Linked DNA regions of Mus musculus: region 1 is linked to region 2. The links are chromatin contacts, called in public HiChIP or PLAC-seq maps. All regions are on one chromosome and are shown on one strand. Each heading gives the region's core, a stretch centred on a gene start, on an enhancer-like site or on the middle of the called end of the contact. The rest is flanking DNA. Distances are from core to core; before and after follow the strand shown. Region 1 overlaps Gm30373 (a long non-coding RNA gene). Region 2 has its middle 19 kb from the start of Gm3898.

What was found. HiChIP or PLAC-seq counts read pairs in DNA pulled down with a chosen protein or histone mark.
Region 1: a contact with region 2 is called in a GR HiChIP or PLAC-seq map of the 3134 cell line, with 6 times the contacts expected there. The contact joins two enhancer-like sites. A contact is called at or near these places in 1 of 15 datasets of contacts at CTCF or cohesin (the NIH/3T3 cell line), 2 of 484 Hi-C or Micro-C datasets (cerebral cortex and olfactory sensory neurons) and 1 of 115 datasets of contacts at active chromatin or transcription factors (the 3134 cell line).

Annotation. Positions count from the first base shown.
Region 1 is chr9:43,944,103-43,951,846 of GRCm38.p6, reverse strand. The region is part of intron 1 of Gm30373 (a long non-coding RNA gene); the gene reads left to right. Among named protein-coding and RNA genes, the nearest start is that of Gm30373, 26 kb to the left of the region's middle. Within about 2 kb of position 4,581, at least 25 of the 459 cell types and tissues checked have an H3K27ac peak or open chromatin away from gene starts, as enhancers often do.
Region 2 is chr9:43,845,123-43,852,330 of GRCm38.p6, reverse strand. No RefSeq gene overlaps it. Among named protein-coding and RNA genes, the nearest start is that of Gm3898, 19 kb to the right of the region's middle. Within about 2 kb of position 4,355, at least 11 of the 459 cell types and tissues checked have an H3K27ac peak or open chromatin away from gene starts, as enhancers often do.

The DNA.
Region 1 (7,744 bases), core at 3,332-5,831, 99 kb before region 2:
GAGCTTGCCTGCCTTGTTATCTGCTTGCAGACACTTATGAAGTGCTTTTTCATAAATTAAAGAACTTGATTTTTTTCCAGCAGCCTCAAACAGAGAGACGCAGAGGCTAACAGCATCCCTGTGCTTCTTTCAGAGGAAGATAGAGAGAGGTGAGATGACCTGTCCTTCACTCTCTGGGGAGCAGGGAGAGCTTAAGCCTTCAGCCTCCTCCACCTCAGTCTCCTATCAGGGCTTCTCAATGGTCGGGAAGGACTTCCCCTTGTGTCTGGAAGATCATGAAGAGGCTTCCCAGGAGCTCACAGGCCCCAGAGTTGTGAGTCTGGGAGGCAGAGCCCTTCCCAGGACAAACTGGGGTCTGATTCTGACCCAGCACAGGTTGTGGTGAACGTGCCTTAAGATCCACTAGCCTGCTGCCTGTGGAGCCGCTCGCTCGTGGCTTGGCCCTGAGAACCTCATCAGGTGAGGAGGAACTAAGAGTCCAAAGCGAAGGCTCCAAGGACCTCTGCCCAGCCTGTGGGGACACCTCCCTGCTCCCTGCCCTCCTCTGAAATGAGGCAGGCGAGGCTGCAGTAGAGGGGCCCTCCGAGGCACTTGAGGCCTGATTGGGAATAAGTGTCTGATAATGACTCCCATCAAATGTCAAGCGGCCTTGTGCGGTTCCTAGGACTGATTGCTTTCTTGGGGTGTGTGTGGGGGGGTGTCTGTCCTTGGATGCTTCTCCACTGTGGAGATCCCACCCCAGGATTTGTCTGCAAAGAGACCTCTTCTCCGCTGTGGGCAGCTCAGGCCCAGAGCAGCATGTAGCCTGGCTTTTCCTAGCCAGGGGATCACCAAGCAGGGTGGGTGTAGCCGGAGCCAATGGAGCTGAAAGGCTAGGGCTGAGGCTGCCCAGGACCAAGAAATTGGACCGAGAAGCTCTGTAGAAAGGGGAGCTCCTTCAAGGCCCCCACGGAACACAGGCCCACCCTTTTCCAGCCTCTCGACTCTCTGCCTTCTCTCTCCATGTCCTTTCTTTCTAACATTTATTGATTGATTAATTGATTGATTGCACACATGTGTGTATAAGCCTTGGCACCCAGGTAGCAATCAGAAGAATTAGATCTTTCCTTCTGACATGTGGCTCTCAGGGATCGAACCCAGGTCACCAAGCTTAGTGTCAAGCGCCTTTACCTACTGAGCCTTCTTGCTATGACTCCTCTGTCTCCAGGCTTGCCTTCCTTCCTTCCTTCCTTCCTTCCTTCCTTCCTTCCTTCCTTCCTTCCTTCCTTCCTCCCTCCCTTCCTCCTTCCTCCTTTCCTTTCCTTTCCTTTCCTTTCCTTTCCTTTCCTTTCCTTTCCTTTCCTTTCCTTTCCTTTCCTTTCCTTTCCTTTCCTTTCCTATCCTATCCTATCCTATCTTATCTTATTTTATTTCGAGACAGGGTTTCTCTGTGTAGCCCTGGCTGTCCTGGAACACACTCTGTAGACCAGGCTGGCCTCAAGCTCAGAAATCTGCCTGCCTCTGCCTCGAAAGTGCTGGGATTAAAGGTGTGCACCACAACCACCCAGCCTTTCAGGCCTCTTCTCAAGGACTTTTCCTAGGACCTGGAAACAGATCATGCCAACCGTGGTTCATGATGACGTCAGAGGCTCTGGCCACCTGAGCCATTCTCCGGTTCTTGGCTGAAGTGCATTGCTGAGCTGAGGCTGGCTATGCTTTGAGCAGCATCTGTATTGGTGTAAGTTTGGGGGGTATAAGTTTTTGGGGGTCAAGTGGTTATAGGCTCGTGCAAGGCAATCTTTTTTTTTCCATTTTTTATTAGGTATTTAGCTCATTTACATTTCCAATGCTATACCAAAAGTTTCCCATACCCACCCACCCCCACTCCCCTACCCACCCACTCCCCCTTTTTAGCCCTGGCGTTCCCCTGTACTGGGGCATATAAAGTTTGCAAGTCCAATGGGCCTCTCTTTCCAGTGATGGCCGACTAGGCCATCTTTTGATACATATGCAGCTAGAGTCAAGAGCTCCGGGGTACTGGTTAGTTCATAATGTTGTTCCACCTATAGGGTTGCAGATCCCTTTAGCTCCTTGGCTACTTTCTCTAGCTCCTCCATTGGGAGCCCTGTGATCCATCCATTAGCTGACTGTGAGCATCCACTTCTGTGTTTGCTAGGCCCCGGCAAACACAGAAGAGACAGCTACATCTGGGTCCTTTCAATAAAATCTTGCTAGTGTATGCAATGGTGTCAGCGTTTGGATGCTGATTATGGGGTGGATCCCTGGATATGGCAGTCTCTACATGGTCCATCCTCTCATCTCAGCTCCAAACTTTGTCTCTGTAACTCCTTCCATGGGTGTTTTGTTCCCAATTCTAAGGAGGGGCATAGTGTCCACACTTCAGTCTTCATTCTTCTTGATTTTCATGTGTTTAGCAAATTGTATCTTATATCTTGGGTATCCTAGGTTTGGGGCTAATATCCACTTATCAGTGAGTACATATTGTGTGAGTTCCTTTGTGAATGTGTTACCTCACTCAGGATGATGCCCTCCAGGTCCATCCATTTGGCTAAGAATTTCATAAATTCATTCTTTTTAATAGCTGAGTAGTACTCCATTGTGTAGATGTACCACATTTTCTGTATCCATTCCTCTGTTGAGGGGCATCTGGGTTCTTTCCAGTGTGCAAGGCAATCTTATCTGAGACAACTGGGCCTTGTCTGCTTGTCCCTCCTCTGGCATGCCAGTCTGATGGATTGCATGGTATTGTGGGGTTCTAAGAACGGATAGAAAGCTACAAGGTCTCTAGTGTCCTGGCCTTGCAACTGGCCTGCTGCCATCTCTGCTGAACTCTGTGGACCTATTTAAGGGTTTTTTTTTTTTTTTTTTGGTGAAGTTCTTGTCCCTGTCACCATTGCCATTGTCATCACTGTTGGGTTTGGGGGAGGGAGAATAGAGGTGAGTCAAGAAAACGAGGTGCTGAGCCAAATTGTACTCCAGAGACAGCAGTCATCACAGCAGGGAGAGGGCCTCAGTGAGTGCCTTCAACCCCTCCAGACACAAGGTGTCTGTCTCCTCTTAAAGGTTTCTGGGGGGAGAAGGGGGAGAGAGGACCTCCATCAAGGTTGAAGAACCAGGCTGAATTAATTCATAACATAGGTACTTGACAGAGGTGGGCAGAGGGGCCCTCACGATAGGGTCTGTAGCAAGGACCACAGTTTTTTAGATTGGGGTTGTGGGGCCTGATTCATATATGAGCTGTAAGGACTTGACGATAGCAAGAAGCCTGAATGTGTTTCTTTCCTGCTTATGGTGGGGGTGGCCAACTTTCTCAGTAGCTGTGAGGAAGAGGATGAGGGGGAGGGGAGGGGGAGGGGGAAGAGGGAGAGGGAGAGGGAGGGAGAGAGAGGGGGGGAGGGAGGGGGAGGGGGAAGAGGAAGAGGGAGAGGGAGAGGGAGGGGAAGGGGGAAGAGGGGGAGGAGGAGGGAGAGGAGGAGGAGGAGGAGGAGGAGGAGGAGGAGGAGGAGGAGGAGGAGGAGGAGGAGGAGGAGGAGGAGAGCCTAGGTTCTGGGGGCCCTCATGGTCATCGTCACCACTGTGGCATATCTAATGTTACTAAGGGCTTTCAGTATGTCAGGTCCCTTTTGAAACCCCACGCAAACAACAGCAAGATTAAGCTACAGAAGAACCGTATGAAGTCAATTGTACTTAGGACAACAGGTTTGGATCCAGATGGTCTAACTCCATTGGAGGTCTGACCCTCATTGCTTAGGCTATGTGGGCAGCTGCAGTCTGCCCTATGCCTGTCTAAGGCCCCCTGGAAGCGTGAGCCGTGTGCTGCATGGGAAGACACTGGATACTCCTGGGAAGGGGTCGTTGGATGTGTGCGGCTGCGAGGCAAATAGGGAATGGAGGAAAGATGCACGAGCAGAGAGCCTCTGGGTCGGGCCTCCCTTCCCAGGAAGTGATGCATCATCTAGCTACCCAACAGCCATTAACTCTCTCATAGGGCTTCTTTCTGCTGGGTTGTTTATCATGCCCAAGGGCGTGAAATTGATTCCAGAAAGCTTGTCCGTTTCCTCCTGTTCTTCCTGCAGAGGGGATAGAGTGGGGTTTATGTGCACAAGGGCTGGCCAGGATGAGGGACATGCCTGGGGTATCTACATGTGGGTATATTTCTCCAGAGACCTCAAGAGCACCATCCCAGTGTCTGAGGACATACACTGTGCACGTCCCCGGGGCTGGGGCTGGGGCTGGGGCTGGGGCTGGGGGTGGGGGTAGGGGTAGGGGTAGGGGTGGGGGTGGGGGTGGGGGTAGGGGTGGGGTTGGGGGTGGGTGAGCAGCCAGAGCTGCCACCACTCTTACTTACTCCTCTCATTGCTATGATAGAGTGCTTGAAAGATGTGACTTAAAGGGAAGAGGATTTATTCTGGTTCGGGATTAGACAGGCTGTAGTTCATCATGGCGGGGGACTCATAGGAGAGGGAATGGGTTGCAGCTGCAGTCACAGCAGCTTGCTCACATCAAAAGGAATCAGGAGGTAGAAAGAGGGCCAGAGGCACACCAGCTATAACCCTCCAGGTCCGTCCCACATTCCCCAGTGACTCACTTCCTCCAGCCAGGCCCCATCAGGTTGCACAGATCCCCAAGCCCATCTGAAGACCCATATTCAGAGATGTGAGCCCAGAAGGGACATGCGTTTCCAGACCACGGTGGACCAGCTGCACTGAAGGAGGTGTTACAGGGTCTCTTGCCAGGCAGAGGTGGGGAACCAGTGAGTGGCCAGAGGGCACACCTGTGGCACTTTAGGGGATATTCTTAATGGGGGCTACAGTGCTTGGAGCTATGAATGAGAACCTGGGGGCTGATGGTGGGAAAGGTAGGCAAAGTGTCAATTATATCTACATATGCTGCTCTTGGAGTAGTCTCCCTCTCCCTCTCCCTCTCCCTCTCCCTCTCCCTCTCCCTCTCCCTCTCCCTCTCCCTCTCCCTCTCCCTCTCCCCCTCCCCCTCCCCCTCCCCCTCCCCCTCCCCCTCCCCCTCCCCCTCCCCCTCCCCCTCCCCCTCCTTGTCTCTCTGTCTCTCTGTGTCTGTCTGTCTTCCTCCCCCCTCTCTCCCTCTCTCTCTCTCTGTGTGTCTCTCTCTCTGTGTCTCTCTGTCTCTCCCTGTCTCTTTCTTTGTGTTCATGTGTGTGGATGGGGTCTCCTGTGGCCCAGGCTGGCCTCAAACTTAATAAGTAGTTAAAGATGATCTTGAACTCCTAATCCTCCTGTTTCCACCTGCAAGTGCCGGATTTTAAGGAAGACACCACCATGGGACACACCATCATGCCTGGTCCTCAGCCTGGGTCCTGCTAAGCTGGGGTTCTATAGGAGACGGGAGATGTAAGGATAGAGAAGATGTGGCCTAAGTCTTATGGATCTCAGAGTGCTGCGTATGTGTGCGTGTATGTGTGTGCGTGCGTGCACCTGTGTACCTGTGCACATGCGTGTGCATGCCTGTGTGCGTGCCTGTGCGTGTGTGTTGGGGGATGGGGTACCAGAGACTGAAATAGAAGTCCATGCTCTTGAGAAGACTGACAAAAGGAAGCCATGAGCAAAGTTCCCAGGCCCCAGAGTGAGGTAGCCATTAAAAGCAAGGGCTGCCCAGCCTGGGTCATCAGGATGAAGAGCTCCTTAGGGATTGAGCAGCCCTCCACGTCAGTCAGTGCTGTGGTCTGGACACATCCCCCACCAAGTCTGCATGGTGAAACTCTAATGCCCTCACAAATGGGCTTAATACCCTCATAAAGGAGGCTCACGGAGACCCTTTATCCCCGGTAGACGGCACAAGGACACAGCTGGAAGGTGCTGTGGCCCCCTCAGCCCCCTCACTGGTCATCACATCTGCCAAGCTCTTCATTTGGTTCTTCCCAATCTTCCAGCGCTGTGAGACATAAATGTCTGATGTCTATAAGCCTCCTAGCCTATGGTACTTTGTTACCGCAGCCTGAATGGACTCAGGGTTTAGAACTGTGGTGATAGGAGCCAATTCTAACTGCCAAGGCAGAAAATGACTTTATTTGACAAATTCTGGGTGCCTCATACACTTACAGGGAAAGCTGGAGAGGCTGAGATCCCAGTGTGGAGGTTAAGCTGGCAGGCACCGTGCCCACTCTGCACAGAGCCAGACCATGGGGAGCCTGCAAAGGCCACCACTGTCCCTCCAGGCGCCAGCGGAGCCTCTGTCCTGCTGTCAGCACCCCGCTGACTAACTTCCAGGCCAAGAGCTTAATCTTGACATAACATCTACCTCAACTGCCAGAAACTTCCATTACTTCCCCTGCCAAGAGTGATGGATTCTGGGCATTGTCCCCTTGTTCACATTCCTTCCTTCTGGAGCCAGGCATTGCCTGATGAGTCAATCTGAGCAGTGGGGTCTAAATCACTGTCTGAACTCCAGCTGAAATGGAGACTGGAGAGTCAAGCTTCCGCTTTCTATCTTGGGCAGGCGTGAGTCATGAGGTAGACTCTACTCCCAAACCTCAGAAAGATGTTTGCAGCTCAACCAGGAAGCGCGGTATGGTCCATTGCAAGGATGCTGAGTCCTCAGATAGACAAGTCCCTTACCCCTTGCTACCAGTGAACTTCAGCTCTGCCTGGGACAAAGTCGGCAGGCATTCCGTACTTTACAGTGATGGTGAGGTGGGTGATGGCCTCACTGCTGGGCTATGCAGTCTTTCTATTTTTGGATCTCCCTGGAAGCTTTCCAACCTCTGGACAGCTCTTTGTGTTATGTGTGGGTTGGTCTTGCCACATGGCCTGTGATCTGAACCATCAGTCTGATTCTCTGCTCTTTGGAGGTCAGGCGACAGCCTGGCTCTTAGAATTGGGCAGAAAGGAACTGTGCTGGCCTAAGAAGGGAAGGCTGAAACCAACATGGTCAATGATTAAAAGGTGCATTGATTTAAGCATTGCCTCAGCACCGGATCTCCTGTGATGTCAGCAAGGCCTGTCCATCAGGTACCTCACCCCATTTGCTCTTCTCTAGCTTTGTTCTGATGTCTCCTCGGGATGCAGGCTGTGTGCACACAGCTGGCTCCATCCCCAGGACCTGAACAACCCAATGGGACTGACTCAGATTCCTCTCCTCACCAGCATTTGGTGTGATGCAGAGTGTGAAGCCAGTGTGAAGTGAGCAGTCTTATGGGTGGGGGGTAGAGACAGACTTTTCTGCTCCTCTGAAAATTCAGATCTTAGAGTTGCTATCTTCCAGGTTTATTGTTAGGGATGGATCCAAGGTCCATCTTATCCCAGTTGTCTCCTGGGTCTAGTAATAGGTTGTCATATGCACGTGAGAGAGCCATAGAGGAAACACACACAAATATACACATACACACATATGCATATACACATACATACACAGATACACAGACACACAGACTCACACAGAGACACACACTCAGAAACAAATAGACACACACACACACACACACACACACACACACACACACAGAGGAGCCTTCCTTTGAAGTAAGTTCTATTCCTCGCAGACCCCAGCATCTGGCTGGATAAGGATTCTCAAAGAGTAGGTGTCCCATGGCTTTATTGTCTCAGAGCACAGACACATTCAGGGAAGTTTTAAGCTGGCTACCAACACTTGGAACTCAGCTGGAAAGAGAGCCAGAGTAGAACAGGAGGATGGCAGGGCATGTCACCCCAGGGCACTGTCTTCAAGGACACCCAGATGGGTGGGACAGGCTTCCTGTTCTCTTGTTCCACCAGGC
Region 2 (7,208 bases), core at 3,106-5,605:
AAAACAAAACAAACAAAACCCTCTCTCCTAGGGCCCCACCTGTCTCTTCAGATAACATCTTATCTTTCTCTCCAGTGCAAAACTCTAGCCTGTGTCTCTCTTGCTTTCTCTTCCTTTTCAAGCCATTCACAATTGGAGTCCCTGAGGCTTTCTTCTGAGGGTCATTACCAGTCTGTCCGTTTTAAAACCCAGCAGGTACTCTCAAGGCCTTTCTACTGTCAAAAGGCAGAACGACAGCAATTTAGCTTTATTTTCAACTCTAGAACTAGGCAAAGCTTGTTCCATAAAACAGAGCAAGTATTCCAATGGCCTGAGTGAAGAAGGTAGGTTTTACAGAGAAGATCTTAAAGAGAGCCAACCCAAAAATCAAAAGCAAATCAGTAATTTCAGCTCTTCCCCTTGTATGTGGGAGACGGGAGGCAGAACAATAGGAGTGTAACCGATTGGCCAACGTTTGTTTTCTTCAGGTTACCTTTTTCTGTGTATGTCTAAGGATTAAGCCAGAGGGAATTTTATTATCATGCCAGTCGAAACCAGCCTGTTTGGGAAATTTGGCTGTTATCTCTCTAATCCTGATTTCTCAGAAGGGTAGATAAACAGCTTAGTTTCAGCTTGGTGACGTGGAGGTTTAGCGTGAGTGACTCCATTTTGATTTTCAGACTGTTTGGGGCCTATGCAGAAGCTTAGTCCAAAACAATGTCTCCTATAATTTTTATTTTAACACTGACTTAGGCAGCGTTTGCCCACGAGGGCGTCTGCTCTGAGCTGGTACACTCTTGGATTTCCTGAGGCAGGGACATACTGTTCTAATGGTCTTCATTTGCTAGTTGCTCTCCACCCTGGACCTCCCTTCCTCCAACCCCTGTGCTCCCCAGCTATGTGCAGAGACCTCCCTCTCCCTCCACTCTCCATGTGAACTCATCCTCCTGTGGCTTTAATTACCATGGAGAGGCGGTGACAGCTCTCCAGTGCAGGCTTGCCTGAGTGCAGGAGGCTGAGCCGCCGCAGAGCACCTCTGCATGGATGTTTCATGGGTGTCTACTCTCTACATGTGCAGACTTGAATATCCTCTCAACGTTAGCCTCCCTGTCTTCCTGACACGGCCAGTATCCCAGCCAGCACCGCCTACCCCTCGCCCATCAGAAATGTGGACCTGGTCCTTTTGTTTTGTTTGTTTTGAGACAGTCTCTTCGTTACAGCCCAGGCTAGCCTTGTGCCCAGCAAGTAGCAGAGGCTGGCCTTGTATTCATGCTCTACTTCTGAAGTCCTGGGATTACAGACATGTGCCTCCATACCTAATGAGAGCTTGCCTTAAAAAATTCAAAACACCGGAGGCTAGCCTGGTCTATGTAGTAAGATGTTATCTAAGCAAGTGGACACCCACCCAAAACAAAACAAAAAGGCATTCATACACGTTTGAGAGAGAAAATCTTTCTTGCTCAGTAGCCAGAGCTGTCCTTTAATTCATAATCTTCCTGCCTCTGCCTCCTTAGCTCTGGATTACAGGTATGTAACACCATGCCTAGTCATTACTATTCTTTTTTTTTTTTTTTTTTTTTTTTTTTTTTTTTTTTTTTTTTTGTATGTTTGCTGGACTGGGCGTTTGGTTTTGTTTTGACATAGGTTCTTGCTATGTAGCTCTGACTGGCCTGGAACTTACTGTGTAGATGTGGCTGTTGTCTTTGAACTTGCTGTGTAGATGGGGCTGTCTTTGAACTCGTGTGCTCCTCTTGCTTCATCCCCAAGTGCTGTGCTTCCAGGCTCGTGATACTTGCAGGCATACCATTTTTTTTCAGTAACTTGCTCTGCCTGCTCGCATCCCCAGAACGCCTCCTGTCTGTCTCCACTCATCTGTCTCTCTGCGCACCAATCTTGGATTAGTGTTTTTCTATTTTGACGGAAGAAATCTGGCTGGTTTTCACATGCATGTGACAGAAATAGAATTATTGTTTTTTTGGTTGTGTCCTGGGCTCTGCCTTCCACATTAGCAGCGGCTCTTTGAGTGGGAAATCAAATGGACGCTTCTCTTTGGTTTCTTGTGTCTTACACACACCAGTGGCTCCGGGAGGTGTCTGCTGGCCTCCGCTGTGAGTGTTAATTCTGTTGTGTTCAGAAAGCAGCACTCCAAAGTGCAGAGCTCAGACACACTGAGTACTTTGAACAACAACAACAAAAAAGCCATCTTACAACCAAGTCTCCTCAAACCTTTCCCACTTCCTCCTTCTCCCAAGGAAAGGGTTATCCCTAAAGTCCAGTATCTGCCCTAGCCTGTGTCCTCTAGAGCATGACCTTACAGGACAGGATCAGAGGTGACCTTGGTCCAGAGCTTTGATAGGCTTTGGCCCAGGCTACTAGCTATTTTTATTCACTCAGTTCCTCTAAACGCTTCTCCCTCTCTAAATTACCAGCCTGCCTCTTGAGATGGGTGTACACACTCTTCAGTCTCCCTGCTTGATCCTCCCCTCTGGTGATACCTCGTGGAGCAGGCTTGAGCCTTTTCTCTGCGAAGGTTTGAGCTTCCAGAGAGCATGGGGAACATTTCCTTGGCCTCAACAAAAACCATCTTTTAGTCTTTTTTTTTTTTTTTTTTTAAATTGAGACACTATCTCATGTAGCTCAGGTTGGTATTGAACTCACTATGTAGCCCAAGCTGGCATTGGGTTCTGAGCTCCTTAACCTCCTGCGCCCACCTCTCGAGCGCTGGGAGTTCAGATATGCATGCCGTGATGCTGATCTCGTCCTCCTCTTTATTGTTTAGACAGAGTCCCTCTATAAAGTCCAGGTTGGCCTGAGACTTTTTTTTTTAATATTTATTTATTTCATATATGTGGTGTTTTCCCGGCATGCATGTGTGCACCACATGTAGAGGTAAGAAGAAGGAATCTTCAGAACTGGAGTTAACCGACAGTTGGAAGAGCTTCCAGTGCGCGGAACCACTGAGCCATCTCTCCAGCCCTGGGACTTGCTCAGGCTAACTGTCAGCTGTTGGCAGTGTTACCTCTGTCTCCCAAAGCTGGGATTAAAGGCAGGCACCATCATGTCTAGCTCCATTCTTGGTGGGTCCTGGTGGCCCACAGCTGGGCAGAAGCTGGCTGGAGTCAACCAGAAGCCCCTGTTCCATCTTTGTTCGTGTCTTCACTTCTGAATCTTGAGATGTCTGTGCTGCCCATGTAATATAGAGGAGGCCGGGCACTGTTAAATTGAGGGGTGCTCCTGGAACACAGGCTCCATATCTGATCAGTCACCCAGGACTCCAGTTCCTTGTTCAGGAAATGCATACACATGTGAGCCACACTGAGTTTGTGTTCTGCTGCTGCTGCTGCTGCTGCTGCCGCCGCCGCCACCACCGCCGCTGCTGCATTTCAGACTAGGTACCTCTAAGGTTAGCCACAGAACTGAGACTGGCTACAAATGTTTTTAAAGCAGCAGGGCTTGCTTCTTGTATTAGAAACTTGAGTCAGGTGTGATGCCTAGAACTATGGCAGCTACCTTGTGACCATGAGGGTAGCTAACATAGAAGCAGTGCAGTCAGGGAGAGGCTGAGAGAGCAAAACTGTGTAAAACTGAAACAAAATTCTCTCTCTCTCTCTCTCTCTCTCTCTCTCACACACACACACACACACACACAAACACACTCACAGAGAGTGGGAGAGAGAGAAAGACAACAGTAATGTAATTCACCTGTCTTTAATCAACAGAAATAAAGCTAATAAACTCTTTTTGAACATGTAATTAAGGAAAGTTTTTACAGTAATTGCTACTAAGTCAGGAGCTTCTAACATTGAGTGTGCGCTACTGTGCTCTTAAATAAAAGCCTTTACATTTGTCTCTACTCCATTGTGTTTTCAGTTTCCGTAATTGTCCGTCATCGTTTGCACCTATACCTGGTTGCCAGTGTCGCTGTATGAGATATTCCTAGGTCCTCTTTCATTCACAAACGTTGTTCAGCTCAGCATCTTCTTTCAGGGAAGAACTGAGTCCTAGCCACTGCTGGGGCAACGTGGGCTGCAGAGTGAGCCCCAGGCCAGTCTGGAAACTTAGAGACCCTATTTCAAAATGAATAAGTGTGTATGTGTGTGTGTGTGTGTGTGTGTGTGTGTGTGTGTGTGTGTGTGTGTGTGTAGGGGAAAGGTGTGGGGATAGAGCACGGTGCAGAGGGTTGCTGAGGATGCTCAAGGCCTGGGAAAAACGTAGGTGAGAGAGAAAGCTTGGTGCTCAGCCACACCACACTGGGTAGTTCTCAGTGCCAAGGAACAGATGTTCTGAGTCACCTCTCTACGTCATGAAGCCCTCGTTTCTCTGTGCTGCTCCCATCTGGGCAAGGACACAGTGACTGTGACACATGCATGAAGGTAGAAGCTGTAGTAGGACAAACTGTACTAAACCTGGGAGTTCCCAGGGCTGTGTATGTGTGTGTACTGTTGTAGCCGGGCCTCTGTGTGTGTGTGTGTGTGTGTGTGTGTGTGTGTGTGTGTGAGTGTTTGTGTGTGTGTGTGTGTGTGTGTTTGGCTTGAGCAACTCTTTACTCATTGGGGTCTTGAGGTACTAGCAATTCGGGAGAGGAGATTCACTGACAATGCTTCCCTAAGGGGAAATATTCCTGCTTTCTACTTAGTGCTGTTCGCCTGAGCCTGTCTCTCCCCTCCTGGCATGGCTTAGGTCCCTTGGTGGTCCCTGAGGAAGAGGCTGGTGGGACTCCTAGTCCAGTATTCAGTCACTGTGATGGCCAGCCCCTCCAGGCTATGGGCAGGTGTGAGAAATTAAAGACAGGAAGTGTGGGGCATTGCTCATATGTTCTCAGAGTCCTAGCCACCAGTGCCATAAGGGACAGCCACTTGGAACTGGACTGGCCTAGACAATTCATTGCCCTTAGGAGAAAAAGTCTATAATCTGGGAACTCTGGGTCCTAAAATATGGCTATAGAGACTTGGCTAGCTCCAAGCTCTGAAGGGTCAGCACAAGTTACTGTGTGGTCCAAATTGTTGGAATCCACAGGGGACCTGCCCATGATACCTAAGATGGGGGCTGCGGTGAGCGGGAAGAAAGGTTTTGGGTTTGGATCTGGAGGCAAGTTGGAGGTGCTGAAAAATAGAGGTAGATGTCACATAGGGTCAACTCTGATGCCTCTTTCATAACTCGATGGTTCAGCATAGCTGATGTTAAGCCTGGGAGGCCAAAGTGGAATCCAGAAGTGCCTGTGAAAAATGCAAAGCCTACATATAGTTGTGGAGGTGGTAAATCTTTATGGATTCTCCCTATCCACCCTCTGTATGAGTTCCCTCAGGCATCATGCCCATAGCCACTTTGAAGCTTGCCCTGTGTGGGGCACTAGAGGGAAGAAAGAGTCTCAGAGGACCCCAGGTCTGAGTGGGGATCCTCCAATGTAGGAGAAGCTGCTTCCTGGACTGACCCACAGTGGAGTGGCAGGAGGTAAAGGGTGTGTGTGTGTGTGTGTGTGTGTGTGTGTGTGTGTGTGTGTGTGTTGATAGCACTGTCTTGTGGATGCTAAGGGGATGAGCAGAGCCCAGGGAGACTGGTAGATGTTCAGGAGGATATGGCCCTACGTACAGTGGGTAGCTGATCCCAGTGCAGAAGTCTTCTGGGGGTTGGTTCTGGGTTTTCATGCTAGAGTTCTAGAGACAGGAGCAAAGAGGAGAGAGAGAAGAGGTTAGGGACAGCAGGTGCCTTCCACACTTAGCAATTCCTTAGCTCATTTCAGCTCATGGAGCTTTTTCAAGATACCCAGAAGTGGTCCTCACTCTCCCCCTCCGCAGGCTCAAGGAAGGTCACACAGGCGAATGGTTTGGTCCGCCCTCGCCTCTGCACCTTTGGCAGGGGAGCAGATAGAAGAGCCACCTTCCCCAGGGAAAGATATAGGTGGCAATTAATTTTAGAGACCTTGAAGGGATCTTCACACAGCTCCTTACCACCCTGAGTCCTGGAGAGGACATCTCCGGATTTCTCTCAGCCTTATCTGAAGTCTCTTTGTGGCTTCCCTGAGACGCTCATCTTGAGGGACTGCTTTTTGTTCCTGGGTGTGGAGGCTGGGTTGCCCTTCCTGGCCTTCCCAGTAGGGGGCGCCCTCGCACCTGGCCTCCAGCTACTGTTTCCAAGATCCCATAAATCTCCGAGTGGGAATAATAGATCCCTGCGTTGCCCTTTAAAAACAATGGAAAGGGCCTTGGACCCATGACTGGATACTTGCTGAATCTGGGAAGGGCCCCCAGTCCCCTCTTCCAGGCGTACAACTCCTGGCCTCCTTGGGAACTGATCGTAAGAGTTAGACCATTCCAAGCCAAAGGAGAGCCTGGACCCTTTCACTCTCCAGGTCCGGAAAGAAATTAGTTCATTTAAAGCTGCCCAGGGCTCCTGGGAGCAAAGGGAACCTCCAGGAAGGGAAGGAAGCCCTCTCAACGTTTCAGCACAACCCTACTCAGAGAGCTGCTCTTTGGGGCAGCGCTGCTTCCCCTCTGCCTCCCGCCCACCGGCCCTGTGCCTGGCCCTCCTGTAGTCAGCACGTTTGGAAGCTCAGTGGAGTCTGGAGCCAGCTGGAGATGTCCGGAGGCAGGGATTTTTCTGGTCATTTTCTCTCTCAAGGTAGACCCCTCAATGTAGTCCACGATCCAGCTACTGAAGCAGCTACTGCTGTCCACGACTGGGGGATGAAAGAAAGGGGTGGGAGAAAGTGGACTACGGAGGTAGGATGGGAGTGGCAGAGGGCGGGGCTGAGCCCACACCGGGGTGGGGGTAGTGGAGATGGTGGTGAAGGTCTTGGGGTGCAATGTTGTGTGGCTGGCATGGCAGCTTCCTGCCCCCCTTCTCTGTTGAGATTGACACCCGCGTTAGCATAACAAAGGCCCAGGTTTCTGGCCTTGCATCACCTCTTGTGGCGGGAGGCTACTAACAAGAAAGCCGCTAACTAGAGCAACAGCCTTCACAGCCTTCATGGTTGTGAGCAGCACCAGTCTAGTCCTTGGACAACTGGTGCTGGGGTTGGAATTGGGGTTTGTAGAGTCAGGAAGCTGAGAAAAGAAGAGGTACAGGTGAGATCCTGTTGTGGGGAGCCTCTATCCCAGGGCATCAGGGAGCAGTATCAGAGGAGGAGAGGTAGGAGCCAGGGAGGATGGAGGGGACCATCTGTGGCCAGTGCTGGGCACAGGATCCACCTACCTTTTTTCGAGGTAGGTGGATCCCAGGCAGAGCTTAAG